2 separate regions of the Zea mays genome follow, and region 1 is linked to region 2. A link is a contact called in public Hi-C data. All regions are on one chromosome and are shown on one strand. Each heading gives the region's core, a stretch centred on a gene start, on an enhancer-like site or on the middle of the called end of the contact. The rest is flanking DNA. Distances are from core to core; before and after follow the strand shown. Region 1 holds the start of LOC100280166 (Gamma-tubulin complex component 3). Region 2 has its middle 81 kb from the start of LOC100276618.

Region 1 (5,238 bases), core at 2,124-4,623, 230 kb after region 2:
TGAAGTACCTGGGAATCTTGAGTCTAAGTCAAGTTGTAGCTTTGATCACTCCTTTTTACCTAATAATGTTTGTTGTTAATCACTGTGACAGGCTCAGGTTAATTTGACGGGACTTAATAGGTTTCTCTAGCATTGTTTATCCCCCACCTCACAAACAACTGAATTATTGGGTAGATTTGCTATTGCTCTACATGGTTTTGGGAATCTAATGTTTTATTATGATCATGTTCTAATTATGTTGTTGTTTAATTATTGTTCATGATAAGATCATATTGTTAATTGGAACATGGAGAACCACTCGAGAAAACAGTGCTACCACAAGGGTGGAATGGGACGCCCTTGGCCAAGTAATTAGGAAAGCTAGGGAGAGATTACCTTACCCGGGTAGGGGCAAGCGGGGAGGCGTCGCTGCAGAGTATAGGGAGGTCCTCGGGTCAAATTGTCTGTAAATCTTTTGGGACGTATAATTGCTAATAAAATTTTGACCAACTTTAAGATGAGATGCGTGAAGGATGATGTGATAAGTTCATGAGCGGTCTAAGCCGTCGTCGCCTAGTCAACTTTGGGTTGTTGGATCGTTGTCTTCGTATGATGTAAATATTTAACTATTTTGTACAGAACTCCACTATATAGTAAAGATCGTTCTATACCATGAGTCATCATATGTGGACTTTGTCCCAACACATTTGGTGATTATTTCATGACCGGGTTTTAGTGTCCCTAAAATCCGGGTGTGACACAACGTCTATAGGAAAATCGACGCCTATAAGAAAATTGTCCAAAATTATTGTGCTCAGGAGGGGGATCGAACCCGTGCGCTCTGGTAGAGGTAGTAGACGACAAGGGTTGTGCTCTGCTAGCCACTTAAGCCCAAACAAGTTTATGTCTAATAGTCAACATGTGTTATATATATATATGTAGACTGAGTTTTCAAAATAATAATAAAAATAATCATGTTAGGTTGGGCCGACACTACGGGCCGAGACAGTGGCCCAAGAATGGCACGCCTCTCGAGTCGGGCTAGCACGGGCCCCATTTTTAAAGTGTCGGGCCAGGCCACAACAATATTAAATGGGTCGTGTCTCGGGCCGGCTCGCTAGGCACGACCCATTTGGCCATCTATACCGACGCCTCCCTCCATGCCATCGTCACCCGCAAGCCCCGCACATCCCACGCTCCACGTACCGTCGCACAACCCACGCTCCTCATCTCCTCCGCGCCCGTGCTAAATGCCCACTATCATCCTCTTCCTCCACTTCGGCCCACACCTGCGCCTGCCCCCACGTGTTGCCACTACGTCCCCACCCCCTGCCCCGCCGCGACAGACCCCCCTTGGTACCCTCCCTCAACTTTGCCCTTCGCCTCCTCCTTGATGCCTGCGACTTCGCCAAGGATCTTGAGGGGCTCGTGGCCGACGTCGAGGCGCTCAAGACTCCATCTAGGCCCACGATGCGTTGTCTTGTCCGTACGCGCGCTACTTCCACGAGGTGGGCGGGGAGCTGATGCGCAGCCTGATCTAGGTCAACATCGAGGGGCGTCATGCGGGTCACACACGCTGTGCTACCAGACATGGTCGAGACTCGAGAGGAAGTGCGACGCCATTGCCAACATCGGCTCCAGTGCCACCTTTAACGTGTCTTCCTATTTGCCCTATTCTGTCTACGCCGCCACCAAAGCCACAATACTAAGGGTCTGTTTGGTTGGGCTGTGTATGTGAAAAAAGTTGTTGTGGGCTGTGAGCTGTGGAAAAGGTAGCTGTAAGCTGTAAGCTGTAAGCTGTTAAAAAGCTAAAAGCCGTTTGGTGGAAACTACTAAAAGTCGTTAAAAATTCTTCGACATATGTTTTCACAGTTCCATCCGAAAAGCCACTAAAAGCAGGTCCAGGGGTGCTTTCAGATTTGCACTACGAGAAAGTCGGCTTTTAGAAAAAACTGTTTTCTGAATCCAGCCCTTTGGTTGGATTTTGGCTTTTAGGAGGACAAAAGCCAAAGTCAAAAGTCAAACCAAACACACCCTAATAAATGTTTTCCTCGCATCTCTCTAGCTAAATCGATAAGGACCTGTTCATTTGAGCCGGAATTCACCCTAAGATTGATCCAATTGATCAAACCCTATATAAATTAGACAAAAAATCTGGCTAAGAATGGTTACAGATGACCATTTCTTAGGAACCGAACATGCCCTAAAGGTATAGGTTGGTATATCGTAAAATCAGAAAAAGCTACATATATTCTACCACGGCTACATATTTTAAGGACATAAAACCTATGTGTCCTAACAATATATAGAACATTAATGCGCAATTTCATTACTATAGATCCACTTCACAAGGAAATTAGAAGGATTCAAACACCATACTTGATAAAACTTTGTTGAGCTCGTCCTTTGGACATGTATGCCCCTAAATTTACAATAAATTAGTAAAGCAAGGTGTTATATTGGTATATTGTTTGAAATCTTGTCTCGGTTTATCCTACACCAGTCATGCCACACGGACGCTTTACGACGAGCCAAGCGGCTTGTAACCATTTTTTTCCTGTCACTCAGAACTAGCTATCGGCCTACCGCACCCGCAAAATTTCCCAAACCCCGCACACAATTGCCGGAACCCTAGCTCCACTCCATCCTCCCAGCCCGCACCAATGACGGACCAACAAACCCAGGATCTCGTCAAGGAGCTCGTCCACCGCCTCCTCTCCGCCGCCGAATCCGGCGGGCGCGGCGGCGGGCGCGACACGGGCGGTGCGCTGCGGTTCGCGCACCGAATCCTCTCCAGCCGCCTCGCCCCCGCGGTCCTCCCCGATGAGCACGCGCTCGCGGAGTCCATCAAGCGCCGCCTCGCCGCCTCGGGCCGCCCCGATGATGCGCTCTCATTCGCTGACCTCCACTCCAAGCTCTCCGTCCGTGCCCGCCCAGCGTCGCTGTGGCCGCTCCTCTACCTGCTCGACTCTCTCTCCTCGCAGTACCGCGCCGCCGCCGCGGCTTCGTGCCTCCCAAACCTTCCCATCGCCGCCCTACCGCAGAATGCCACCTCGGGGACGGCGCCGGGCGCCGGTGTCAGGCCGGGTTCGCGGACGCACGGGGCGCCGCCGGGCGGCCTGGTGCTGGTCTCCAAGGATCCGGACAACATCCGCGAGATCGCGCTGCGTGAGTACACCGAGCTGGTGATCGACGAGACGGAGGTGTCGGAGGCCGCGCTTGTGCGGGACGTGCTGTACGCGTGCCAGGGCATCGACGGCCGCTACGTGCGCTATGACAAGTCCGTGGACTCCTACGACCTTCCAGACGGTGTTCGAGTGCCGCGATCCACGCGCACCCTCGTTCGCAAGCTATGCGAGCTTGGCTGGCTGTTCAGCAAGGTGCGGGGCTTCATTTCTGACAACATAAGCCGCTCGCCCTCAGATGCTGCCACTGAGGTGGGCACTGTTACCCAGGCATTCTGCTCGGCGCTCCAGGAGGAGCTGTCTGATTATTATAAGCTGCTGGCTGTTCTGGAATCGTACTCATTGAATCCAATTCCCACACCTGGATCTGATTCAGGTGTGTCCAGTAATTACCTCTCACTGCGCCGTCTTGCAGTGTGGCTTGCTGAGCCTGCAGTGAGAATGCGCCTAATGGCTGTTCTGGTTGATGGATGCCGGGGACTGAGGGGTGGTGCTATGGCTGGTGTGATCCATGGGCACGCACAACACGGAGATCCTATGTTTCAGGAGTTTATGGGCCGATTACTGCGCCGGGTGTGCTCGCCGTTGTTTGAGATGGTCAGGAGCTGGGTGCTAGAAGGGGAATTGGAGGATGTATTTGCAGAGTTTTTTATCGTTGGGCAGCCAGTGAAAGCAGAATCTTTGTGGCGGGAGGGCTACCTTATTCAATCTGATATGCTTCCAGCTTTCATATCTCCAGTGCTCGCAAAACGGATTCTTAGAACTGGCAAGTCAATCAACTTTCTTAGAGTATGCTGTGACGATAGTGGCTGGGCTGATGCTGCTGCCGAGGCTGCTGCATATGTTGGCACTACAACATCTCGGGGTGGCCTTGGTTATGGGGAGACTGATGCTTTGGAGGCATTGGTGGTTGAGGCAGCCAAGAGGATTGATCGACATTTGATGGATGTCATTCATAAGCGGTACCGATTTAAGGACCACTGCCTTGCTATTAAGCGTTACTTGCTTCTTGGGCAGGGTGATTTTGTCCAGTATCTTATGGACGTTGTTGGCCCCGAGTTATCAGAGCCAGCAAATAGGATTAGCTCCTTCCAATTGGCTGGCTTGCTTGAGACTGCAATCCGAGCATCCAATGCACAATATGATGACTGTGATATCTTGGACCGGATAAAGGTAAAGATGATGGATCATGGGGATGGTGATCGTGGCTGGGATGTCTTCTCTTTGGAGTATGATGCTAGGGTCCCCCTGGACACTGTGTTCACAGCTTCAGTTATGAAGATGTATCTCAAGGTTTTCAACTTCTTGTGGAAGCTCAAACGCGTAGATCACTCCCTTACCGGAGTGTGGAAGACTATGAAACCTAACTGCATTGTTTCTTCTCCATTTTACAAGGAAGGAACAAGCATCAGAGCTCAATTTGTATCAGTTCTTCGTAAATGTCAAGTTCTATTCAATGAGATGAATCACTTTGTGACCAATTTCCAATACTACATTATGTTTGAGGTCCTGGAGGTTTCGTGGGCCCGTTTTTCTGATGAAATGGATGCAGCAAAGGATTTAGATGACCTTCTCTTAGCACACGATAAATATCTCAACTCGATACTGGAGAAGGCCCTGCTTGGTGAACATTCCCAAGGACTTTTGAGGAATCTGTTTGAACTGTTTGACATTATTTTACAGTTTCGAAGCCATGCTGATCGATGGTTTGAAAGGATATATGAGTTGCAGCTAAGGTTAGATTATTGCAGAATCAGATATTGTGATTCCATCTTTACTTTAAAGCTTATCTCATACCTACTGTTTGATTTACATTTTACTCCAATGTTTCATTTTTATTGCAGGGGAAAGGGTAAATCAAAATCAAAGGATACAGGTTCATGGTTTGATGGCGGCAGAAAAGCTATGATCCAACTAGCTGGAGAACTTTTCTGGAAAATGGGTGAAGACCTGGATAGCATCGCAAAGGATTATACAGCTTCTCTTGATGCTTTTATTACGCAGCTGCCCATGCAACAGCACGTCGATTTGAAGTTCCTTCTCTTCCGCCTTGACTTCACTGAATATTACAGTC
Region 2 (5,785 bases), core at 2,293-4,792:
TCAAAAGGTATACCGGTCAATGATTGGTTCATTACTTTATTTATGTGCATCTCGACCGGACATTATGCTTTCCGTCTGCATGTGTGCAAGATTCCAATCCGACCCTAAGGAATCACACCTTACGGCCGTAAAACGAATCTTGAGATATTTGGCTTATACTCCTAAGTTTGGGCTTTGGTACCCTCGGGGATCCACATTTGATTTGATTGGTTATTCGGATGCCGATTGGGCGGGGTGCAAAATTAATAGGAAGAGCACATCGGGGACTTGTCAGTTCTTGGGAAGATCCTTGGTGTCTTGGGCTTCAAAGAAGCAAAATTCGGTCGCTCTTTCCACCGCCGAAGCCGAGTACATTGCCGCAGGTCATTGTTGCGCGCAATTGCTTTGGATGAGGCAAACCCTGCGGGACTACGGTTACAAATTAACCAAAGTCCCTTTGCCATGTGATAATGAGAGTGCAATCAAAATGGCCGACAATCCCGTCGAGCATAGCCGCACTAAGCACATAGCCATTCGGTATCATTTCCTTAGGGATCACCAACAAAAGGGAGATATCGAGATTTCTTACATTAACACTAAAGATCAATTAGCCGATATCTTTACCAAGCCTCTTGATGAACAAACTTTTACCAAACTTAGGCATGAGCTCAATATTCTTGATTCTAGAAATTTCTTTTGCTAGCTTGCACACATAGCTCATTTGAATACCTTTGATCATATCTCTTTTATATGCTATGACTAATGTGTTCTCAAGTCTATTTCAAACCAAGTCACAGGTATATTGAAAGGGAATTGGAGTCTTCGGCGAAGACAAAGGCTTCCACTCCGTAACTCATCCTTCGCCATCGCTCCAAGAAAAGGACCTTGTCTTTGGGGGAGAAAGTAAAAGCCCAAAGCAAAAGGACCGGATTTCGTCTTTGGTATAATCTTAACTCATTTACTTATGACCAAAGGGGAAGAAATTACTTTGAGGGCTCTAATGATTCCGTTTTTGGCGATTCATGCCAAAAAGGGGGAGAAATGAGCCCAAAGCAAAAGGACCGCACCACCACCAAATTCAAAAACTTAGTGCTTTCCAAAAGTATTTATCATTTGGTATCCTATTGTGTTAAAAAGGGGGAGAAAGTAGTATTTCAAAAATGGTATATCAAAACCCTCTTGAACACTAAGAGGTGGATCTCTTTTAGGGGGAGTTTTGTTTAGTCAAAGGAAAAGCATTTGAAACAGGGGGAGAAAATTTCAAATCTTGAAAATGCTTTGCAAACTCTTATTCATTTACCTTTGACTACGTGCAAAAGATCTTTGAAATGAATTTACAAAAATTTTGCAAAAACAAAAACATATGGTGCAAACGTGGTCCAAAATGTTACATAAGAAAGAAACATTCCATGCATATCTTGTAAGTAGTTATATTGGCTAAATTCCAAGCAACCTTTACACTTACATTATGCAAACTAGTTCAATTATGCACTTCTATATTTGCTTTGGTTTGTGTTGGCATCAATCACCAAAAAGGGGGAGATTGAAAGGGAATTAGGCTTACACCTAGTTCCTAAATAATTTTGGTGGTTGAATTGCCCAACACAAATAATTGGACTAACTAGTTTGCCCAAGTGTGTAGATTATACAGGTGTAAAAGGTTTATCCTCAGCCAATAAAAAGACCAAGTTTTGGATTCAATAAAGGAGCAAAGGGGCAACCGAAGGCACTCCTGGTCTGGCGCACCGGACTGTCCGGTGTGCCACCAGACAGTGAACAGTACCTGTCCGGTGCACCAGGGGACTCAGACTCAAACTCGCCACCTTCGGGAATTTCCAGGGCGACTCGGCTATAATTCACCGGACTGTCCGGTGTACACCGGACAGTGTCCGGTGCGCCAAGGGAGGTCGACCTCAGGAACTCGCCAGCTTCGGGAAACGCCAACGGGTAGCCCGCTAAAATTCACCGGACTGTCCGGTGTGCACCGGACTGTCCGGTGCGCCTCCGAAGCAACGGTCATCTCCGCGCCAACGGCTCTCTGCCGCGCATTTAATGCGCCCTCTGCGCGCGCAGAAGCAGAATCGCCCATGCTGGCACACCGGACAGCAAACAGTACCTGTCCGGTGTGCACCGGACACCCAGGCGGGCCCACAAGTCAGAAGCTCCAACGGTCAGAATCCAACGGCAGTGATGACGTGGCAAGGGGCACCGGACTGTCCGGTGTGCACCGGACTGTCCGGTGCGCCATCGAACAGACAGCCTCCCAACGGCCACATTTGGTGGTTGGGGCTATAAATACCCCAACCACCCCACCATTCATTGCATCCAAGTTTTCCACTTCTCAACTATACAAGAGCTCTAGCATTCAATTCTAGACACACTAAAGAGATCAAATCCTCTCCAATTCCACACAAAGCCCTAGTGACTAGTGAGAGTGATTTGCCGTGTTCATTTGAGCTCTTGCGCTTGGATTGCTTCTTTTCTTTCTCACTTGTTCTTGAGATCACAACTCCATTGTAATCAAGGCAAGAGGCACCAATTGTGTGGTGGCCCTTGCGGGGAAGTTTTGTTCCCGGCTTTGATTTGAGAAGAGAAGGTCACTCGGTCCAAGGGACCGTTTGAGAGAGGGAAGGGTTGAAAGAGACCCGGCCTTTGTGGCCTCCTCAACGGGGAGTAGGTTTGCAAGAACCGAACATCGGTAAAACAAATCTCCGTGTCTCACTTACTTATTCGCTTGGGATTTGTTTTGCGCCCTCTCTCTCGGACTCGTTTATATTTCTAACGCTAACCCGGCTTGTAGTTGTGTTTATATTTGTAAATTTCAGTTTCGCCCTATTCACCCCCCCTCTAGGCGACTATCAATAAGCAAAATTAACATTACACCCAACATAAGCACAAATTGCATAATAATAATCTACGCATCTCTACGAGATTGTGGGTTCAAGAATCACTAAATCCAGAGCTATGGTTATAAAGTTATGCTTTTTCCGATGTTTCATGTGCTTAGATAATGAAACTATATTTCATTAATATAAGTTATATGAGAAAATATATAACTATCTTCGCTCAACTTTAATTCAAGTCATTACTTGATTGTGGGTTATCTTTTAGTCAAACTATATCTATAAGATTAGAATATTATATTAATATTAGAGAGGCTAATGCAATAAGAACTAGTTTCCTAATTATAAAAGTATGTGATATGACAAAATTAAGGCTATTAATGCGTAGGTATTTTAATTATGAGACTATCGTAACTTGAATGGGTCAAATCGAAGTAAAAACGCATAAGTTATGAATTATCTAAAATTATTCTATATTATAAATCATTTTTCTAAAATTCTATTTACTGAAGACAAGGGTTGTGGACTGCTGTTTCTATTTCTAAAGAGCACAGAGGCTAGTTTATAAATATCCAGGGCTCAATAGCAATTACTTTACATTAGTCGAGGACGGCGGGTTGATTACTGTGAAGATCAGGGGCTCTTATGCAATAGTGTTGGGCTGAAGGGGGGTATCGAGCATCCAGGACCATCCGATCTGATTCAACGACCTAGATTAAATCGCGTGAAGGGGTATGCGCGACCTAATCCACGTCGTCCACTACACGATCAACAGATCAGATTAGGTCTACCGCATACCGAAGCGGTACGCGATACGAGCCGCACATCATCCAAGCGACGGTGTAGATTTTAAACACTCGTGGTACAACGTTGGCCACCTGATTTAATTTCAACGCCGTGGATGCTATTAAGCGAACAGGAACACGATCTTTTAATCCTATCCACCCAATTAAATTCAACGGTCACCGATTCATCTTCTTCCTCCCAGAACCCAGTAGTGGTGGTGGCATTCCCTCCCCGGTGGAGTTGCGCCAGAGAAGGCCAAGCCGATGCCCAGGTATTCCTATGCGGTCGCGGCTAGAGCTAGAGGCAGCTGAGGGTATGACGGAACAGCAGAGGAGATTACTTACCTAGGGCAAACACTGGGATATCCCAGGCACAGCATAGACGCATACTGTCCATCCAACGAGCAATCCACAGGCAAATGAGGCCGGCATTGTCCAAATCGATGCCCGTGATGGACTCCTCACGCCATGGCGACCACCCGCGACTAGGTCGTGTACACCGAACGTCCGTGGGGGCATGGAACCATGGCGGCTACACCATTTTCTCTCTCTCCCATGGCATGACTCTAGTTTTCTCCCAAAACTCCAAGCTCTTGACGTCCGAGCTTTCTTGGTGACTTGAGACGCAGCTTCAGGGCGGTGTCCCTACTTCTTATACACGGGGCGAGGATTATGGGCGCTCGGTTCCAACAACTCGTGAGCTCCGGCCGGGTAGTTTTGGTTCAGCGCGCGGATCCGGAGTAGGAGATAACCCCGACAGGGGTGGCCCACGCGTCAGCCACCCAGGCGAGAGAGGCGGAAGTGGATCCGGATGACGCGAGGACCCCACATGTCGGCACCACCCCACTAGGATGGGCCGGCGTAGTGGTGACCTCAGACGGCATGGCCCCGTGAGCCAGTGCCAGAGGAGTGGGCACGCGCGGTTAGCTAGGGCAACCGATGGCAAAATCGGCCCAGGCTTGAGGTAAGTCTTTTTTATTTTCTAATTTCTATTTTAAATTCAAATCAAACTCAAGTTTGAATTCCAAACTTTTACTTTTAGATGCACAAATAAAACACTGACATGAATGCAAAACTATATTTTTTATATATTTGTTTTATTTTAGTTCTTTTATACATGATTCCAATCATGAAATAGAGAATAGTTCACATCTTATGAATTTTAGGGAAATATAATTTATATTGTAGATTATATATTAAGAAATAGTTTTATCATAATTCTTCTATATAATTCAATCCAAGGAGAATTTAGTTTATCTAAGTATCTTTCATTTTAGTCTAATATAAATATACTAGGATAATACCCGTGCGTTGCAACGGTATCTAAAAAGAAAATACCACCATCTAACAATATTAACTTCTTCATGGTCCGGTATCAGGAGAAATTGTAGATCAAATGTCATTGCAACAAATAACTTGTTTTTTTATTCAATTGACTATAGAACAACGTTAAGTAGAAGGCTGCAATGCAAGGGAGACAAAACCACACCATCATCAAACATGTCAGCATTATACCATGGATAGACATGTATAGCTCTAAAGAACACACGCCGTGCTACAAAAGAGTTGCAGGGTTATTTCTGCCTCAGGCGAGATAACAGTGCCACAACAGGACAGACTTCTGCAACTTATCATCAGCTAGAGCTCTCTCAAACAGGCTATGTATTCTATTATCAGATCCGGCTTTACCCCATTCAAAGGACAAAGCAAAGAGCAAGGTAATTACATGTGGACTGTGGTACAAGTGAAATGAACCAGTCATGAATGTGGATTACCCACAATGTACACAAAATTTCAGAGTACAATAGAAATGGCTCATTACATTTTTAAAATACACTGACAATGCACATAATGAATGACAAGCTGCACAATGAGTGTTGAAACCCATAACGTTTTAGAATACAGAGAGAACTCACTACAAGGCTTCGCCAGACATTCATATGTGAACTTCTTTTACAATTGTGTCTTCACCAACACAAGACATCAGAAGCAGGTGTTTTTGTTCCATGTCATCTCCGTCAAAGTTACCATTGCTGGTGGTGTTGGAACCATCTAAATTCAGACAGCAATACGACATGAGACTGGATAACAATAGTGCACACCAGATTGGACTATAGTGCAATATACAGATGTGAAAAATGAAAGGAAGAAGATCAAAGTATCTGGTATTGTCATTAT

The links. Hi-C and Micro-C count contacts between places; a contact is called where the count stands out from the background.
Region 1: a Hi-C map of tassel shows a contact between it and region 2, with 2.8 times the contacts expected there. The contact joins the promoter of LOC100280166 here to the enhancer-like site in region 2. A contact is called at or near these places in 4 of 25 Hi-C or Micro-C datasets (bundle sheath, ear, endosperm and 1 more).

What each region holds. Positions count from the first base shown.
Region 1 is chr7:128,661,417-128,666,654 of Zm-B73-REFERENCE-NAM-5.0, forward strand. It overlaps LOC100280166 (Gamma-tubulin complex component 3), which reads left to right and starts at 3,374. Exons shown (of 2, transcript NM_001153098.1): 1 at 3,374-4,900; 2 at 5,009-5,238. The coding sequence starts at 3,606.
Region 2 is chr7:128,428,794-128,434,578 of Zm-B73-REFERENCE-NAM-5.0, forward strand. No RefSeq gene overlaps it. Among protein-coding and RNA genes, the nearest start is that of LOC100276618, 81 kb to the left of the region's middle. Within about 2 kb of position 3,543, at least 17 of the 20 cell types and tissues checked have an H3K27ac peak or open chromatin away from gene starts, as enhancers often do. A contact at or near this core is called in bundle sheath, ear, endosperm and 1 more, where this site is marked.